Regions from separate parts of the Mus musculus genome. Here region 2 is linked to region 1. Evidence: chromatin contacts called from public promoter capture Hi-C data. All regions are on one chromosome and are shown on one strand. Each heading gives the region's core, a stretch centred on a gene start, on an enhancer-like site or on the middle of the called end of the contact. The rest is flanking DNA. Distances are from core to core; before and after follow the strand shown. Region 1 overlaps Mvb12b (multivesicular body subunit 12B). Region 2 has its middle 31 kb from the start of Gm34372.

Evidence for each region. Promoter capture Hi-C pulls out the DNA fragments that hold promoters and counts their contacts.
Region 2: a contact with region 1 is called in a promoter capture Hi-C map of hippocampal neurons, with 10 times the contacts expected there. The contact joins two enhancer-like sites. A contact is called at or near these places in 12 of 39 promoter capture datasets (the 3T3-L1 cell line, the C10 cell line, HPC-7-derived erythroid cells and 8 more), 1 of 15 datasets of contacts at CTCF or cohesin (large pre-B cells), 1 of 484 Hi-C or Micro-C datasets (palatal mesenchyme), 2 of 115 datasets of contacts at active chromatin or transcription factors (astrocytes and embryonic basal ganglia) and 1 of 9 other capture datasets (embryonic stem cells).

Annotation. Positions count from the first base shown.
Region 1 is chr2:33,810,890-33,817,772 of GRCm38.p6, reverse strand. The region is part of intron 6 of Mvb12b (multivesicular body subunit 12B); the gene reads left to right. It overlaps Nron (non-protein coding RNA, repressor of NFAT), which reads right to left. Exons shown (of 3, transcript NR_045729.1): 3 at 4,182-6,883. Among named protein-coding and RNA genes, the nearest start is that of Nron, 8.5 kb to the right of the region's middle. Within about 2 kb of position 2,997, at least 26 of the 459 cell types and tissues checked have an H3K27ac peak or open chromatin away from gene starts, as enhancers often do.
Region 2 is chr2:34,667,068-34,673,950 of GRCm38.p6, reverse strand. No RefSeq gene overlaps it. Among named protein-coding and RNA genes, the nearest start is that of Gm34372, 31 kb to the right of the region's middle. Within about 2 kb of position 2,465, at least 152 of the 459 cell types and tissues checked have an H3K27ac peak or open chromatin away from gene starts, as enhancers often do.

The DNA of each region.
Region 1 (6,883 bases), core at 1,748-4,247:
GCAGATTCTACTCAGGCAGAGGACGGCTCTCTGCTCAGGCTTGGGTGAGATGCTGTGGTTTGGTGTGAAGTCCATCATTTCCTGAAGGGTCAGATAAATCCTGCCTCCTGGTCAGATTAGGAGACAGGGCTGAGAGCTGGTCCCGAGGAGAATTGTTCCTCCCTGCTAATAGCCAGTGGGCTGTAGCATGGGCTGGGTTGTTCTTCCATAGTAAGTCACAGGTAATGCAGAGGTGGGTGGCCACTCCGCCCCGATCCTGCCAAGAGAGGTTGGGGCTCAACACCCCAACAGTTTGATGTTCTTTCCTTCACATGAAACCCACCTGAATTTTGCTTAACAAGATGCTTTGTAAGGTGTAGAGCTTTTTCACGCAAGGCACAGACATTTGCTATGAAGTTTGAAACCACTGTGCCTTACACCACTCCCAAGAGAGGACCAGCTGCAGCTGTTAGAGGAGAAGGCAGGCCTGCGCTCCAGAGCTGGGGCAGGGGTGAGGCTGCAGGGGTTCTGCCAGCGACTCATTGTGGCAGCCACTGTGAGAGTGAATGCTCACCTGTGAGTGCTAGCCTCTTCCCCCTTTACAGTTGGGGGGGAGACCACTGCTTCTGCTGGTCCTGGCCTCTCTCCTAGCCATGGTAGCCCCAAAAGACTGGCTACACAGAAACAGTACCGGTGCTGGCACAGTGACACTGTGAGCTGAAACCTTTCAACTACACCAGAGAGTGGTTGGGAAGAAATAAGGCCACAGGTGGGTCAGGTGTCCAACATTTGGGAAATATTTTCAGAATGTGTATGTTGATTGTATAACGTGAGTTAGTGTGGAGCCAGGAGTAAGCATGAATACACCTACCCTCCTTTCACCTGTGGTTCCATCTGTCCAGATATCCGTCATCAGCTGCAGATAGCACAGAACCCACACCGTAGTGCCGGGCTGCCTAGCCCCATCTCCAGGACCCTGTGAGCAATAAACAAATACCTAGCAATAGCTCCACAGGCAGGCGCTGCCAGCCCCATGTCAAGTGGAGAGAATGGAGGCTAGGAAGTTAGGCCTTCCCTAGTGCCCCACAGCTGGTGTCTCAGAGCCCTGGTCTCAGCTCATAGGCTAGTTCTCTTCACCCCGCAAGTTCCCCCTATGCCCACTGCCTGTGGTTATGTGACCCCTGGTTCTTGAGTTTATTGAGCTTTTATTAAGAGCTGGACCTCTGCCTGATTGAGTGTCAGCCCTCTGGTACCCAGCTATCTTAAACAAGCTGCTTCTCCAGGCTCCAAAGCAGCTGCTAGAGGGGAAGTGGGTGGCAGGGACTTCCCAGAGGCCCCCTGGCCAGACATGATGTCAGCTTCTGAATCCACACTATAGGGGCGGGAGTGGAGTCATTGAGCTATAGCTGCTGACCAAAGACAGTACAGTCCATACCCAAAGGTCCCTGTGTCATACTCCTGTAACACAGCTCCAGGACCCTGCTTTGGCAAGCATTCAGGCAGGATTGACTCTGGAGTCATGAGAATACTGTGGGAGCCACCTGCCCAGTTAGACGCTTGTGGACAGAGCCTGTGGCTACCTCTGAAGCCAAACCCAGCTTAGGATCAGCGTCAGGATAATTTTGAAGGAGAAATTTCATTAGAATGCAGTTTGGTATTGTTAGATATGAATGATGACTTTAGGCTGAGCAATACACTTTTAGATATTAATTTTTAATACTGCTTCTTGGGAAGTCAGGGCTTCTATTTAATGAAGAATTGACTATTAGTCAATATGGCTCCCACCTCTGAGCCACGGCGGCCGTCAGTCTCTCACACCAGGTTTTAACAAGGTGTCTGCTGCTTGCAAATTTGCTAGAACTCTGCAGATTGTATGACATAGCGAGTGTCTTATTTCTCACAGTGACAGTTGTGTGGCTTCTACATGGAGCGTGTCCTGGAAAGTGGATGCCAAGTCCTCTCTGAGGCCCGCTCTCCAGTGCATCTCTGCTCTGTGTATCAGCTCATGGCTTTGGAGAAAGGCTGTTTCAGGATTATGAAAATAGTTGTTCGTGTGTCAGACCAGATTTATCAGCTCACTTTAGGGTTGGTTTTTCGAGCCTGGCCATTTAGAGGAGGGTATTTACCTTTTATCAGTGGGTGCTGACAGTCTGTTTGCAGGAAACTCCATGGAATATTTCACCTGGGTCTCCAGTGGAAATCTGGCCGCCAAACAAAGTAAAATGAGCACCAGGGCTCTTTCCCGGGGTCTCACCCCGCGCCACGATAGACTGCTCTGTTTCAAGACAGGATTTCAATTATTAATTTGGATATTTAATAAAATCCTTTGCCTTCAGTAACTTTCAGAAAATCTTTTGAGTTTATTTGGGTTGGGTTTTTGCCCACGGAGTGGATAAAATTCAATTCAAATATCCTCCTTGAACAGCATATAGTTTCTTTCTAGTTGAATGATATTAATAGTGATTATTATAATAAATACTGCTGTTATTGTTTCAGCTACAAGTTTTTGAGCATCTTGTATTAGGCATCATGTAAACACTTAAATGCATGTGTGTGTATGTGTGTGTGTGTGCATCTTTGCAACCGAGGTACTGGGTAAACAACCCAGTTCCTTTTCTGAGAGAAGACTGACCTTGGAGAGCTCAGGACTTAGCTCAGGCCTGTGGAGTGAGGCTTAGCAGAAAGCATCGGAGAGCCCAGGGGCCGCCAGCACACCCTGCTTGCCTACAAGGAGCCTCCTGGGTTTTCAGCTCTTTGCCTCCGTGTTTCCTATAGCCAGCAGGTATGAGACCAATCACAGCTGTCCAGCCCATGGCCCACATCCCACCCTCTCCTTTGCCAGGGCTTTATTCTGCTAACCAAGATGTTTTCTACAGCTCTTAAGATAGAGTGGGCTGGAAGAGGAAAGAGTTGCCTGGGGTTCTTGGTCAGGGGTCTGGGCCTTCGAGCACAGCCTGGCCGCTTGCCGGCTCTGGGCTCTCACGCAGGCAGCTCATTATGAGGCAGCTTGGCCCCCTGCTCTGGAAAGGCAGCCATGTCAGCTGGATGAGAAGCCAGCAGTGCCCATGTGTTCTTGGTTTTAGAAGTTAGGTCAGCGAGGTTTAGAGCCTCTTTAAATATTTCAGTTTATAAGATTAGACTTGATCATCTGGGACGGAAGGGTGGCGCCCCAGGCCCGGGCTTGGCTTTTTTCTTCATTTCTTTCACAGGGGAGGTAGGTGTTTTGGCAGTGCAGGGTTCGAGTGTAATAAAAACCTAAGGGTAGTGAGTAAATACAGTGACTTAGAGTGCTGCAGCAACTCAGAGAGCTTACTCCTTTTATTTTTTTATTTTTGGAAGGAATTGTGAGTTGAAATACAGCAGAGTGGCACAATCCTTGTAAGAACCTGCCCAGGCTTTCAGGGAATGGTGAGTCTCTGGCCACTCTGTAAGGAAGTGTGTTCTCCACCTGCTTGACTCCTCTCAGTGGGGGGTTGACAGCAGCGTCCTGCAGTCCTTTGAATAGGTGGGAGCTCTACCACGCATGCTCAGGTGTGGTGAGCGAGCGAGGCCACAGTTCTTTCTAATCCCAGGATACTTCAGAGATCTGAGCTCCCAGTGCCCCCTGGTCTCCTGACAACACAGCAAGTTCCTCAGGTTTTCCACGGAAGATGAACATGCCACCAGGACACGCTCCCCTCTCCCCAGAATCTGCCCTCGGTCACCATATGAATAGCGGGGGTGGGGGCAGTCAGCCAAGTGCCCCAAGCAGCGGGACCCTGCCCCCTCCCACCCCAAGTCAGTGGGAGCCCCGTGTGTTGGCTGTCATTTCCTGTCATGTTCTGTGGAACATGCTCACTCTTCATACCTCTTAGATTCTAAATTTCAAAAGTAATTTGTCACTTTCAAAGGGTGTGTCATTAATAACCATTATTTAGAACTGCCAAGTCTTGTGTGTGTGTCTGTCTGTCTGTCTGTCTGAGTTAAGCACCCAAAAAATTGGCCTTGCTGATGGCAAACAGTGCCTCCATATTGATAGATCTAGCCCTCCCCACTCCCAACCCCACCCACAAGTGAGTTGTCCCCTGTCTGCCTTTAATCACTACGAGGGTGGGTGGTGACAGAGCCTGGCCGAAGTCTGGCCTCAGCCTGGCCTCCTGGAACTCATTAGTATTATTGCCAAAGACAGGATTTATAAATTGAGATTTTTTTTTTAACTGCTTGGAAAAAATGTCTATTGCATTTTATTGTTCTTACAAGAGAGAAGGGGAGAGAAGAAAGATTTTCTCTTCAAGCATTTGAAGCAGTAAATAAAGAAGCCGAACTTCAGCTCTCCCTGGGTGTGGACCCTGAGCAGTTGTCATAAATGCTGCAAAGATGGTATCTGGGCACCCTGGGGCTGGGGGCCGAGGGAGCACCTCCAAGCCTGCAGATGGGTGGCAGTTAAGAGACAACATTGGCATTCAGTGCATGCCAATCGCGCCGTGATTCTTAACATTAAAATTCCACTAAAGCACTAATAATTACTGTTAATACCGTCGAGTGGAAAGTTACAGTAAAGGAGCAGTGGTAGAAACAGTATTTAAGGGAGAGCTGGCGGCATGAGAAGAATGCAAATAAGCGTTATTAGCCTAATGATTCTGCCGTCGCCATGGTTGTGCGGCACCAGTGTTGTGAATATGTCATCCAGCACCCGTGAATTTGGAAAGTGTGTCAAAACACAACTTCAATTAGTTTGCTCTAATTATGGCTCTGGAGAGTTTGTGACTACATCACTCCTCATTAAAAGAGATTTTCTTATGTGGATTAATGTAATATACAAAGGAAAGTTTCAAAGTTCCTGGTGCCATTTGCTCCCATCAGGAGCTTGCTAAGAGCAGGCCTGAGAGACCCAGGGTGTCCTGCTGGGACCAGATATAGGCAGGAGGTCAGTGGGGAGGCTGCCTTGAGAAAGACAGTGTGGTGTTTCCATCTGTCCTGCTGAGTGGCCATTGTAGAAGGAGGTAGGATGTCCTTCCAAAGAGGGTGCTAAGCCGTTTGAATCTGTTAGGAAACGTTTGCCACTGTGGCTCTGTCAGTCTGTCGCTGTGTCTGAGCACGTGCATGGAGCTCAGAAGAGGGCATAAGCCTGAGTGAGGATGATGAGAAGACATGGCTTGGCGGTGGGAGCCTTACTTCCCGTTACATAATCTCTGGGGTAGAATGTAATGAAAGCCAACCAAAGTGTTTTCAAGGGGGCTGACCACAGAGCTCGGCCCATTAAGTGCTTGTCATGCACGCATACAGACCTGAGTTCAACATGAAAGCCAGATGTGGAGGGTGCCGTGAGCACACTACACCAGAAAGACAGAGGAGCAGCTTGTAACTTCTCACAATGTCAGAATTTACTGAGCAGTTCTGATGACGGCAATTTGTCATAAACCCACCGTCCGTAGTAGCTTGACCAAGGCAAATGCAAGCTCTCTCATTCCTATCTTAATTACTAATGATAACTCTCATATCACACAGCACACACACATGTCTACGTATCTTTTACATGGACATGGTTACAGAGTGAATATATGCCCAAGGCTGCAGCAGGGATCACAAAGTCTCACAAGTGGGCTGAGAGTCCGTGTTGATTAGCGGATGAACCAGCCACTGGCTGAGGGAGCTGCTGAGGGAGCTGCTGGGTGATGAGTAACTGGGCTGACTTGGGGCAGGTCTCAGCACTCCTCCAAGCCTCTGTCTCTCCTCTAAGCAGCTGGGGAGGGTTGAGTGGGGGTAGGGTAGACCTGTTGTAGTTGGTGCTCCATCGGCATCCAGCACCCAGCATGCAGCTCTTCTCCAAGGCTCATCTGGATCTCCATCTCAAGTCACTGCAGGCCTGGGTCACATGCTGGGCTCTTTGGCTTTCTCCTCTCAATCTTAACTCTTCCATACACCCCCACCCCCACCCCCAACAGAATCAGGGCAGAACAGAGCAGGCGGTCCTCCTCCCTGCAGAGCCAGAGTGTTCTCGGGCAGGGAGCAGCTGGGAAGGGGTTAAGGTGGTAATTGTGTAAGTCTTCCAGGCTTTCTCCCAGTTCTACGATAATTTGATGAAGAACTTCACCCTAATTAAATATTCAAATTAGGAATAAGTGTCAATATGGCTTCCCATTGCCTGGAACGATGATTAATTGTATTCAAAACTCCAGTGGCCGCTGTAATCCGAGCTGCACCATTGTACCTGATTATTTCCGTGCTGCATTTGCCATGTTTTTGTTTTAAGATTTAAACTAGTAATTGATTTGCCATATGCCGCCGAGCTGCGCGCACTTTAAAGCTACGCCGCGGGAACTCGGGGAGTTGAGATTCCTTAGACTTCTATGACAGATTTTGTTTTGGTTTTTTTGGCTTGTCTAGTGCATTATGCTCTGTGAGGGCTGGGGATGGCCCATGAGGGAAACTCATCATATAGGCTGGTAGGCTGGCGTCGTATTGATCAAATGGGTGGCTTGGACAGAAGTGAACACTTTTGTGTTTGTGCAGTTCCTTGGGTAACATGTTGTCGTAGAAAGAGCATGGTTTCATTGGCAGTCCAGCCATTTTCTTTAGCTCTGTGACCTTGGGCAACACCCTCTGAGCCACTGTGTCCCCATCCGTAGAACACTGTGAACCCTACTGGGTTGTTTAGAGATGGTTGTGGGGCATTTGAGTAGTGGAAACCATCCTACTCCCAGGAGCCTACAGGGACAAAATCTCTGGCATCCCTTCCCCAGAAAGCCCTTCTCCACTGAGTCCACGCTGTCTTCCAGCTCTCTCCACCAGGCATTGCTTGTGTCTGTGGCATTTTTTGGGTTGTCACTTTGACCCAGGAATAGCTGTTTTTGTTGCCTGAGCCGTTTCTCCCCTTCCCAGGTGAGGCCTTGCAGGAGACTGTCAACAGGTGTTGGCTGTTGTC
Region 2 (6,883 bases), core at 1,216-3,715, 860 kb before region 1:
AACCCGGTTAACAGGGACAGTGTTCTTCGCTGCTGCGTTTCTGTACTCTGTATCCAGAAGCACTGCTGAAAACGTGCTTCACTTCCTGAATGTTACCAATCTTCTCCATGAGTTTATACTTAGGAAGTCACTATAGATACTTGTCCATATGGAAGATGACAAATTTGAGGCCAGCCTGGACTATATAACAAGACTGTCTCAACAAAACTTTATTTGGTGCTAGAAGGAGCAAGGAGGACCCAGCAGTCCTTGAGCTTAGCAGCTACTGTCTGAGCACACTTCCTGCCTGACCCAGACTAGGTATCCATCAGCTGCCTCTCATTGCGCTCCAGATGTTGCTGAACATCCTTGATAGCCTTGGTGGAGGCAAGCTGTGGAGAGACAGGCCCTGTCTACAAGGAAGGTCCCCAGAGAAGTTCCTTGCTTTCCCAGAAAGACTTGCTTCTGATTTGGAAGGAAGCTCCTGAAAGCCTGCTTTTCTGTCACAATGGTCGAGATTAAAACGTGACTCTAACTTGCCTAGAATTGAAAGAATCCGTCATCTCTTGCTAAGTTGGAGAGGTGTGTGTGTGTCTTGCATTCCTGTTCATGCTGACCTCACGAGTCTGCCTGCACCACTGAGGTCCCTGGAGTGGAGCCTGGTCTGAAGCCAATTTCAGGTGTGCACGTGCTGATGGAAGTATTGAGTGGGTAGTGAGAAACTGAGAAATATTTATCACGTGCTCATGCTGGGCAATCTCTAGCTTAGGAGATCCAAAGAAATAAAATAATAAAAATTTAAAATTTGGGTGTAAGTTTTTTGGCCTATAGACATCAAACTTGAAACACAGAGATCTTATTTCTGTCATCTGGGAACTCCACATGCTGCTAACACATGGAATTTTACGACACTCTCAAGAATGTCCAAAGTGAGTTTTCACTTTATCCTCCTTAGGTCTCCTGTAATTCATAGTTGTGAGAAGATTTCTGTAACTTAGGTCTGTGGACAGATGGTGTCTCTTCACCTGGTTCCTGGCTAACCCATTCAAGGGATCTGATGATGTAACCACAATCAAATTAATGGTCATTTTCTGGGGTGTGCTCCAGACATTGGGTCTTTAAGACAGGGTTTCTCTATGTATCCCTGACTGTCCTGGAACTTTCTACGTAGACCAGGCTGGCCTCCAATCACAAAGATACTCACTCCTGCCTCTCTCCAGAGTGCTGGGATTCAAGGCCTAGATTGGAATGTGCTCTATTGGGAAAGCTATGAGTGGTATCCATCAGTTTGGGTCCCAGGACCTAACAATTCTAGTGTCCTCACACCTCTGTGGTCCCAGCTCAGAGGCTTAGATGAAGGACAGAGGAATCCAAGTCTGAGGGAGGATCCTGGGGCCTGCTGGCTTCCAGACTAGTGAGAAAACAGGGACCCTGATAGAGGACACCTGATGCCCAAGCATCCGCCTAAAAGCCACAAAGACACACAAGGCAGTCTTAACAAAAGTAAAGCAGCCAAGCCTGCAGCTGCCGGGAAACATACTCTGTCTGCCTTTGCGAGTGAGCCTATCTTCCCGATAGCTCCTCCAGCCTCTCACTTGTGTTACCTTTGTCTCCTGTAAATATCCTTGGAGGACCAGTGACACCTTCATTCCCTCTCCAGTAAGGTCTGGCCCCCTAGTGCTCCTGCTTGCCTGCACAGTCACAAGCAATGGTCCCCAGATGTTTGCTGCTGGGAGTGGATAGTATAAACTATCTTTTCTTTCCAAATTCAGGCAAGACCTGTCACTCAGTGGGATCCCACCTTTTGGAAAGATTATGCCCATAGCCTCTCCTGGCTCTGGTGGGCTGTGGGTGGGCTGTAGCTGGCTGCAGATCGGTGCATGTGTGTGCAAATGGGCTGTAGTCAGTCTGCAGGTGAGCTGTGGGTACATTTGCATCTCGGCACTTTATACGTGCGCAGTGAAACCCAGAGGGCCTGCACCGACAAGCCACATCCCTTACCCAGGAGGCAGGACTGGGACAACCGCGACTGGATATAAACTCTCCAGGGTGGGGTTGCAGGCTGCGCATGCGCTGGTCGTCCCTTCCTCTGCTTCCGTGCTGGGTCTCGAAGCCACTGACTGCCACATAAAGTGGGCCTGCTGGAAATGACCAAATGAGGAGCCGTAGAACCCAGACCGTCCGTGCCCGGCTCCCTCTGTATCATGTGTAGTCCACGCGAGACCCCAGCGCCCGTGGGGCCCCCGTGTCATCCGAGCGCCTGTTTGTAGCGGTGTCCAGCACATCGACGCATCTGCCCATGAAGAACGCAGTTGTAGCCCTACTTGGTCAGGTTAGGTGGCATCTGCTGATGGCTCTGTCGAGATCTTGCCCTTGTCCCCTGCTTGATTCCTGTCTGGCAGCTTTCCTCCCAGCCCACGACCCCCACTCCACCCCCGCTTTGCCGCTCCTTGGGTGACATCTTGTGGCCAAGGACAGGTACAAAGCAATAGCTGTGAGGCGGCCTTGTGAGTCTGAGCTTAGCAGTCGCTCCCAGCTTCCAGAGCATTGAAGGAACCCTGTACCAGGACAGCACTAGACAGACACCCCCCCCCCAAATGTGCAGCTCCCACGGTACACAAGCGAATACAGCCGGCGCCTCCTTGTCCACCGCGTCGTGTGAGATGGTCATTACCAGCTATGAGGCTTCTCTACGACAACTCCGTATCAAAGTTACTGTCCGGCCATCGACATCGATGTCCATCGCTCAAGGGCTCCGATCATCATGAAAGACCTAGCAGTACAGTCCCGACACCGGGGAGCCTTCACACCCCGTTCTGCAGGGGCTGCTGCTGGGGAGTGCTGCGTCTTCAGTCACAGTGGCACCGCGCACTCTGAGACCATTTCATCTGTCAAGAGTGGTGACCACGGGCTGCTGGTGAGATGGCTCAGTGGGTAAGAGCACCCGACTGCTCTTCCGAAGGTCAGGAGTTCAAATCCCAGCAACCACATGGTGGCTCACAACCATCCGTAACGAGATCTGACTCCCTCTTCTGGAGTGTCTGAAGACAACTACAGTGTACTTACATATAATAAATAAATAAATCTTTAAAAAAAAAAAAGAGTGGTGACCACATGTCCCTCCCACAGTGTGGGCATCGCCATGAGCCCCACGGTCCTGGTTTCCCTGTTGTTGCTGTGAGAAAATACCCCGACCAAAGCAAGTTTAAAAGAGAAGGACTTTATGTGGCTTACAGCTCCAGGTTACAGTCTGTCGTAGTGGGGCACTCAAGGCAGGAATGCCTCTTATGCTCCTTTTCCCGCTCCTGTATAGGGCCCAGCCCTTGAAATAATGCCACGCACATTCCACCAAATGGGTGTTTCCACCAAAGTTTCCAAACAATTGGATTATTTCCAACAAATAACCCAGCCACACATACACAGGCAAGTGCACTGGCCAACCTGATTGATTTAGACAACCCTTCACCTTGATCTTCCCAGGTTGACTGTACATTGTGTCAAGTTGACAATTAAAACCATCACACCTGCGGAGGCTAGAAATGATGTGGGGGGGGGGGAGGGGGAAGCTTATCAAAGCTGTACAGAAAATGGAGGTCATACTCTCTAGCTCACCAGAACTGCTTGAGAGGCGTCCTCCAGTGAATACTTCATGAAATAATTTGACTATAGCTCTACCTTCAGTTTTAAATGGTTGTATATGACCTAATATTATGAATAAAATTTATTCCTTACTCATGACTATTTGAAAACACTCGTTTTTTAAAATTTACATGTATATGTGTACCTGTGTACCTGAGCGCATGTCTGTGCATCATGTGTGTGCAGTGCTCATGGAGGCAAGGAGAGGGGGTTGGATCTCCTGGAACTGAAGTTACTGATGGTTGTGAGCGGCCATGTGGATGCTGGAAATCGAACCCAGGTCCTCTGGAAGAGCAGCCCGTGCTCTGCTGATGACTTTGTTGTTGGTTTTTGAGACAGGGTTTCTCTGTGTAGCCCTGGCTGTCCTGGAGCTCAGTATATAGACCAGGCTAGCCTCCTGCTTACTAGAGATCCATCTTCCTCTGCAGTCCTCAGTGCTGGGGTTAAAGACTTAACACCACCATTCCCTGCTGTGATGGCTATTTTTAGGAGAGGGAAGGGAGGGAGGGAGGGAGGGAGGGAGGGAGAGGGAGAGAGAGAGTCTAAGTGTGGTCCCCGCATGTTTATAATCTCAGCACTTGGGAATTTGGGAAGTGGAAGAAGGATGTTCAAGGTCACTCTCAACTACCCAGGGAGTTCTTGGCTAGCCTGCGCTACCCAAGATCCTGAGCACAGTGACAGATGACTTTCAGTCCTCTGGCGGAAGAGGCAGGTGGATCTGTGAGTTTGAGGCCTGCTTGGTCTCCATAGCAAGTTCTAGGCCAGGGCCACATAGTAAGACCCTGTCTCAACAAAACAACAGCTGGTCAGCTGTGGCCCACGCTTTTGATCCTAGGCAGAGGGAGACAGGATATTTTTAGCTTCCTAGAGATCTGACCCTGTCTGCCTTCTACAAAGCCAGCCTCACAGGACTGTGGAGGATTATGGGAGCCAGGGTGCAGAGGGAGCAATGCAAGCTGTAGAGGGGTGTGTTCCAATGGCAGTGCCTTATGATCTTCGTCGATGTCATCTCCTTCTGTATGAGATAACACGGTTTGGCTTCCAGCAGGAGTCTGCAAGTCAGACTGGATTTTTGTCTCCGTGGAAGGGAAGAGCCCTGTTCCTGCTCATGACCCGGGTATGTCATCAGTGTCAATGACACAACAAAAGGGAGCAAGCAGGTGACCTTCACCTCCTCTTTGCTGCAGCTGGTTGACACTAGAATTCCTGACAGGTCTTGGGGGAGAGGGCCTGTGGGTGGAGGTGGAGGGGTTGGGGTGAAGGGTTCCTTTCAGGTCTCAGGGAAAGCAGCGGGGCGGGCGGTGGAATACAAATGTGTCTGAAGGGGGAGGGACAGATGAGGGAGCCTCCAGGTGGCTGGGTGGGGCGCCCCACGGGGCGGCGGCCTCCTCGGGCTGAAGCAGGAGGGACAGATGAGGGAGCCTCCAGGTGGCTGGGTGGGGCGCCCTACGGGGCGGCGGCCTCCTCGGGCTGCACAGGTTGAGTCTGTGATGAAGATGAATGGAATCCTTTTGGTTAGAAAATGCAGCAACAATCAAGCCAGCTACCTGTGCCCAGGGTCCCTCCCACTAGCCCGGAGCAGGGGAACATTAGGATCTGGAAAGGCAGCCCTACCACATGGTTAGCACAGAACCGAGGCAACCACAGACCAGCAGCCTCGATTACAAGATAAATGATACAGGATGCCAGCGAGCTTGGCAAGAGTGAGCCAACAGATGACAGCTTGCTCAAAAGCTCAGTGGCCCAGATGGGTGAGGACCCTCTGGCCCAGCCTGGACCCCTCAGTGAGGTGGCCTGAATGACCAAAACCCTTCCCTCAGCAGTGGTAGTGGGGTCCTAATGGCTGGATCAAAGGGAGATGGAATAATGCTTTGTGTGTTGGTTGAGGAAAATTAACGGGACTCACAGAGTCCAGATCCCACGCCGGAAGGCACGGCTGATGGGGACGCTTTGTCTTCATCTTTCCAGCCTCCATCCCCACCCCCGCCAATCCCACTTTTTTTCAGTATGTCCATAGCAGGGGGGCAGGGAAGGAGGGGAAGGGAGGGGGGGAAGAGGGAAGGAGGGGAGAGAGAGAGAGAGAGAGAGAGAGAGAGAGAGAGAGAGAGAGAGAGAGAGAGAGAGATTGAGAGAGATTGAGAGAGATATTGAGAGAGATTCTGCTCGCATGCCCTGACTGAGAAACAGGAAAGGAGCGTCTGCAGGCCATCCTGGTTAATACTGTCGGTGAGATTGCAGGGGGCTTGCTTAACTCGCTTCAGGTGCGCTAGAAGCTTCACACAATGGAGAAGCTAATTGCAAATCATGCCTATTTATTCATTAAACAGGGCCTGGGGGAAATTCAAAGAGGCAGCACTGTCTTCTCTTCATTCAATTTGCAGTCTGTGATTAAACGGAACACAGCTGTAAGGGCCAGGCTGTCTGCTCGGTTCCCGCCTTTTCTCGGGATGCGGTGACCCTTTCTTTAGGGGTTGTGTCTGACTTCAAACAGGGCCTTGTCATCCTTCTCCTGTGGTTCAGCCTGGTGACAATGGGCAAGTCCTTTCAGCAGGCTGCATCCCAGGGTGCTCATCTGCGAAGTGGGTGCATCAGGTGCTGAGAGGCTGAAGGGAAGGGGGCCTGGCCTGTGCCTGTCCCATTTGCTCTGTGGTGACATCTCCTTTGGCATCCTCTGACCTTTCACAGGCATGACCCTCATAGAGGTCGAAGGTCCAGGGTCTGTCTCCCTGATTCCCAGACTCAGCATCAAGTCAGACACCATGGGGACCTTGTGTAGGCCGGAGACAGCTGCAGCTTCCCACCCAGGGGTCTGCTCTCTGACAGGGTGACCAACTGTCCTCTTTGCCCAGGGCCGGGGATTTCTGTAGATGTGACATTGTTCAGGACCTGTCCCAGGCAAGTCAGGACAGTAGGCCTCTGAGCTCCTGTGTCCTAGAACACTCTCCTTACCTAAAGCCTTCTAAAGTAACCCCCCAAAAAGTATTTATCTGAATGTCTGGAAACACCTGGGAGTCACGTGGACTACGATACAAAGCACAAGGTGGCATGTCTGTCATCAACAGGATGTACTTGGCTTACAGATGGGTATCATGGAGTTACCTTTACATTTCTCTGTAACCCCTGACTGAACCCCACTTCCATGTGGTTAGTGTAAGGTCAGGTCTGCAGGAGGGCACAGGCTTCTGGTCATTTGTTCTCTGTAATTCTGAGGGCTGGCAGCTTTTGGGTTCTGTGGGCTGTTCTTTCTTCTATTAATGTTATTATT